Regions from separate parts of the Mus musculus genome. Here region 2 is linked to region 1. The links are chromatin contacts, called in public HiChIP or PLAC-seq maps. All regions are on one chromosome and are shown on one strand. The core of a region is the stretch at or near the end of the contact, and the rest is flanking DNA. Distances in the headings are between cores, read along the strand shown.

Region 1 (2,851 bases), core at 222-2,721:
TATATGTAGCAATATAGCTGAATCCCAATGATGCTAAGTAAAAGGACTCCATAAGAGAGTCCATATTATATGATTCTATTTGTGGTATTGTAGAATATCAAATTAAACCATAGTTACCTAAGGTAGACCAGTAGACACCTGGGAAGGAAGAAAGGCAGGAAGAAGTAGGATTAAAATTGAGCCCAGAGCAAGTGTTTTACCTTGGATGTAGTTCAGTGGCATAGTACTTGTGAGACAGCTAGAAGGCCCCGAGTTAGACCCCCAGCAGCACAGGAGGAGCACAGCTCTGGAATGAGAAGTTGCTTATTACCTTCATTAGTGTGTGTAGGGATGTACATGCGCTTACCAAATTATGTACGTCCATCTGTGCCATGTATTGTATGTCAGATAGATCTCAATCTAAAAACGAGAAAACAAAACGTGCCTTGCATAGGTAAGGTTCCGAGTTTAATTCCTATAACCTAAAAAGAAAGGAATGAAGGAAAGAAATTATGTCATTTTTGCATAAAATAAAAAGGAAACTCTGGCCCTCTAGCCTAAGAGTGGATCTTCATTACTTCTTGAGTATGGGCGATTGTGATATTTTATTTCTGGGCTGTTGGGATTTAAAGGTAAAATCTGTATTTAACTCAAGTCCCTCACCTCCCACCCAGCCCCCACCAGCAGGCTACTGCTCACTAAGTATTCAAGTGTTGTTGGTTTTGGGTTTTGTTTTTGTTCTTGTTTTTGTTTTTGTTTTAAATGGGTAATCAACTATCTGGACACTTTTTGCCCAAACATTTTTTTAAAATATCTATTTATTTATTTGTTTGTTTGTTTGTTTGTTTATTTATTTAATGTATGTAAGTACACTGTTGCTGTCTTCAGACACACCAGAGAAGGACATCCTATTTCATTATGGATGGTTGTGAACCACCATGGGGTTGCTAGGAATTGAACTCATGACCACTGGAAGAGCAGTCAGTGCTCTTAACCATTGAGCCATCACCTCTCCAGTCCCTTGCCCAAACATTTTTAAATGTTTTTAGAACATCAAAATGGTTCTAGATAACTTTCCAAATTAATTTTGCAATTTTGGAAACACCCGTGGTTCACAGTATGACGTTACACTTAAGAATTGTAGTTGGACATGTTGTCCGGTTCTTGTAATCCCGGCACTTGGGAGACCGAGACAGGAAGGTCTTTGTAATTAGATGCTGGCCAGAGCTTCAGAGTCAGACTATGTCTTAGAGACAAAAAAACAAAAAAACCAAAACCAAAACCAAAACCAAAAAAAAAGCCAAAAATAGACAAAATCGAAAGGCAGTGTTCAGCTGCTAGAGCACAGAGAAAAAGTATTCTCTATAGGCCTCAGTTTCTCAGTTAAAAAAAAAGAAAAAAGATGTGTCTTTTGTGGTGTGTGTGTGCCTGCCTTCTGTCTGTCTGTGTCTGTGTGTCTGTATGCACGGAGATCAAAAGAGGACAACTTCCAGGAGTCGATTCTTTCCTTCCCACGCGTGGGTCCTGGTGACTGAGCTCAGCTTGTCAAGGTTATCAGCAAACACTTTTCCCCACTGAGTCATCTCACTCGGCCTTCCTAGGTTGTTAAGGGGATAATAATCTACCTATGTCTTTCTTTTTTTCTTTTTCAAAGACTCAAAATAAACCATGATCAGATACAAAGCACATGATCCCTAGTGACCACTAAATATTGGCTTTAGTTTTTAGGTTGCTATTACTATTCATAGGTCTACAGTTCCACTGTGTTTTTGTTTTGTTTTGTTGTTTTTTGCAAGACAGGGTTTCTCTGCATAGCCCTAGCTGTCCTGGAACTCTCTCTGTAGACCAGGCTGGCCTCAAACTCAGAGATCCTCCTTCTACAATGTATGCTAGAAGAGAGAAACCTCCTGTCCTCATATCCAGTTGCAAGTGAATTGTTATATCTCAGACATAAACTTTTTAGTTTATGAACTCCACAGACAGACATATCCCATCTTTCATTAGGATAGAGGAAATGTGATGGATAGTGTGATCTAGACCTTCCCCAGAGGAAGGAACCATTCCAGGCTGATAGTAAAGGTCACCTAACGGCTAAGCTCTCTAGAAGCATGCAACTAGAGGAATTTAATTTATTAGAACAATTGCAATGGGCACAGCAGCTTATGGTCTCATCAGCATATGCTATACTTTGTCCTTAGACCTTTCCACGGAGAAGAAAATAAAGATCTACAATCGACTGTCTCTCTGGCCTCCACTTCAGAGTTCCTTCATGTGGAAATCCTCTTCTTGTATCTGTTTGCATGCTTTCTCTAGTGAAAAACACTTTGTTGTTCTGCCCTTGGGGAATTAATTAAACAGAATGTGGAAAAGTGGAATCTTCAGGGAACCCTGCTATGAGTGAGCTCAGTAAATACAGCATGAGTCAAGAGACTCCAGAGCCCTGACCTCCGGTGGACTAAGCCTGGGCTTTGGAACCAACCATTTTCAGGATCAGTTTTTCTTGAACTTTCAGCCAGTTACTTAAAAAAAATAAACTGCCATAGTCTAATTTATATTAGAACCAATTACATCTCCTAGATTTGTAGAGAATATTTATAAAAATAAATGCAATAACTCACCCTCACTAGGTTATATTAATCCCCCTCAGAATCCAAAATTTTATATGTAAGTAATATTTAATCTGATCATTTACGTATGGTTCAGTATGGCTCAGTTAAGTATGACCTTCAAAGGGGAACTCAGCTTGTTTGCATGGGATAAACAGAAGACCAAGAGTTGAGAAATGTCATTCTTTTTCTGATTTCTGTCCATAGCAGGTGGTGATCAGTAACCAGTTGACCCCTCAGTCTCCTCAAATAGAAAAGTAAATGGT
Region 2 (2,851 bases), core at 230-2,729, 260 kb before region 1:
TTACATGTTATGCATTGTCTGATTTAACTGTTTATTCAGTTAGATATAGCTTTTCTTGATGAGAACCTTCATTCAATGAGATAGCAAATGAACCCAGAAGCATTTATTTAAAATAACTGAATGGAGGAAGTACCATCCGATAAAGTTTACAACGTCCACATCTTTTCGTTGCTGTTTCATACTGTGCTTTGTTGTTTGTGAACAACATCATTTTACCCATGGAGGACACGTATCTGCCATGGGCCTTAGCTACATGACATTTGGGCTTTAGAAGTAGTTTCAGGAATTACATGCTCTGCTTTAGTTTATCCTTATGATCATTCTCTTTGTTGTGTAGAAGTTTTGTACAATTGTAGATTTTAAAGATTTTCATTGTTTTGGGGTTTTGTTTTATTTTTTAAAGGAAGAAGTAACATTTAACAACAGTTTTCATGTTGTTAGTGGCTCTTTCCTAGAATGTTCAAAATTCACTGTGAAATTGTTTCTAAAAAAAAAATAGTACTGTTCTTTGAAGCTAATAAACAACTGATAAATATCTGATTTTTTACTGTTCATAATTGACCTTTTGTAGTGTTTGATAATATAAATAATTTTAAAATCAATGTTTAATTCCTATCAGATGTAGGTATTAGACGACATTAATCCTAGAGTTTCATCTCTTAGTATCTTCAGAAAGGGAAGTACATTTTATTCTATTTGACATTATCAAAGTCCCTTCTGGCATTAATGGAATATAAATATTGATACGTGAAGTTATACTTACATTATTTAAAGTTACATAAAGAGCATCTGAATTTTTTTTCCTTCATTTTACCATTTTTGTGGCCACAGCCATCCCAGTTACCTCTCACAGGTAGCCCATGGAGAGTGCTCCTTGCTGGGCTAGAACCCTCCAGTTCCCAAAGGCATAAAGTAAACCCTATTTTTCCATGATGTTCTTTTGTTTTTAATAATTATCAGTCTATCTTTCAAAACATCAAAAAAATTAGGCTTTGAAAGTTTGAAACGCACAAAACCACCAAATTCTTGCAATGCAACAACAGCTTTCAATTATGCTGTTCCTATAATAAAATGCCTTTTTTCTTCCAGAAACGGGGAATGGTTAATATTTTTACAGGGGTTGTGTAGATATATGAAGCATCTATATTCATACACATACAGTCATCCCTTTAGGTAGAGAAATAGTAGCAGGTGTGTCAGAGATTTGACTGTAAAGTGTTTTTACATTATTATTTGACCTGTTGCTGTTCACTCAAAATATGAGGATTTCATGTTTAAGAAAAACACAGAAGAATATATACATATATTCTTCTACTTTATGTTCAGGAACTTAGTGAACTTCCCTTCCAAATCACACTTCCCTTCCAAGAATGGCTAGATACTTCTCTTAGAAACCAACTTCCTGGATACGTTAAAAAAAAAAAAAATCTCCAGACTTCCGTTTCCGTTGGCTTGTTGCCATGGGAACAAGCACACTCAATCTTGACAGTTATGGCAGGGCTGAGCAACTCCCAGATCCCCGACGGTGAGTTCACAGCAGTGGTGTACAGGCTCATCCGCGACTCCCGCTACTCAGAGGCGGTGCAACTGCTGAGCGCAGAGCTGCAGAGGAGCTCCCGCAGCCGCGCAGGGCTGTCGCTGCTGGCCTACTGCTACTACCGCCTGCAGGAGTTCGAGCTCGCTGCAGAGTGCTATGAGCAGCTGAGCCAGATGCACCCGGAACTCGAGCAGTACCGCCTGTACCAGGCCCAGGCGCTGTACAAGGCCTGCCTGTATCCAGAGGCCACCAGGGTCGCCTTCCTCCTGGACAACCCCACCTTCTATAGCCGAGTCCTTCGTTTACAAGCTGCTATCAAGTACAGTGAAGGTGACCTCCCAGGAGCCAGGAGCCTGGTGGAGCAGCTGCTGAGTGGGGAAGCTGGAGAAGACAGTGGAGGGGAGAATGACCCAGATGGTTTGGTCAACATGGGTTGTCTGCTCTACAAGGAGGGACACTATGAAGCTGCCTGCTCCAAATTCTTTGCGGCTTTGCAGGCTTCTGGCTACCAGCCCGATGTATCTTACAACCTAGCTTTAGCTTGTTACAGCAACAGGCACTATGCCCCAGCACTGAAGCATATTGCCAATATCATTGAGCGTGGCATCCGTCAACACCCAGAACTCGGTGTGGGCATGACCACGGAGGGCATTGATGTTCGCAGTGTTGGCAACACTGTAGTCCTTCACCAGACTGCTCTGGTCGAAGCCTTCAACCTCAAGGCAGCCATAGAGTACCAGCTGAGAAACTACGAGGCAGCCCAGGAAGCCCTCACTGACATGCCACCCAGAGCAGAGGAAGAGCTGGACCCCGTAACCCTCCACAACCAGGCTCTGATGAACATGGATGCCAAGCCCACAGAGGGCTTTGAAAAGCTCCAGTTTCTGCTCCAGCAGAACCCCTTTCCCCCAGAGACCTTTGGCAACCTGCTGCTGCTCTACTGTAAATATGAGTATTTTGACCTGGCAGCTGATGTCCTGGCAGAAAATGCCCACTTGACTTACAAGTTCCTCACACCCTATCTCTATGACTTCTTGGATGCCATGATCACTTGCCAGACAGCTCCTGAAGAGGCTTTCATTAAACTTGATGGGTTGGCTGGCATGCTGACTGAGCAGCTCAGGAGACTCACTAAGCAAGTTCAAGAAGCAAGGCATAACAGAGATGATGAAGTTGTCATAAAGGCTGTGAATGAATATGATGAAACTCTTGAGAAATATATTCCTGTACTGATGGCCCAGGCAAAAATCTACTGGAATCTTGAGAATTACCCAATGGTAGAGAAGATCTTCCGCAAATCTGTGGAATTCTGTA

The links. HiChIP or PLAC-seq counts read pairs in DNA pulled down with a chosen protein or histone mark.
Region 2: a contact with region 1 is called in an H3K27ac HiChIP or PLAC-seq map of microglia, with 5 times the contacts expected there. The contact joins the promoter of Ttc30a2 here to the enhancer-like site in region 1. A contact is called at or near these places in 3 of 484 Hi-C or Micro-C datasets (the Ba/F3 cell line, CD4 T cells and embryonic fibroblasts) and 4 of 115 datasets of contacts at active chromatin or transcription factors (embryonic stem cells, large pre-B cells, memory CD8 T cells and 1 more).

What each region holds. Positions count from the first base shown.
Region 1 is chr2:75,719,096-75,721,946 of GRCm38.p6, reverse strand. No RefSeq gene overlaps it. Among named protein-coding and RNA genes, the nearest start is that of E030042O20Rik, 14 kb to the right of the region's middle. Within about 2 kb of position 1,471, at least 44 of the 459 cell types and tissues checked have an H3K27ac peak or open chromatin away from gene starts, as enhancers often do. A contact at or near this core is called in memory CD8 T cells and microglia, where this site is marked.
Region 2 is chr2:75,976,807-75,979,657 of GRCm38.p6, reverse strand. It overlaps Ttc30a2 (tetratricopeptide repeat domain 30A2), which reads left to right and starts at 1,479. Exons shown (of 1, transcript NM_001081228.1): 1 at 1,479-2,851. The coding sequence starts at 1,492. Ttc30a1 (tetratricopeptide repeat domain 30A1) reads left to right here. Exons shown (of 1, transcript NM_030188.3): 1 at 1-552.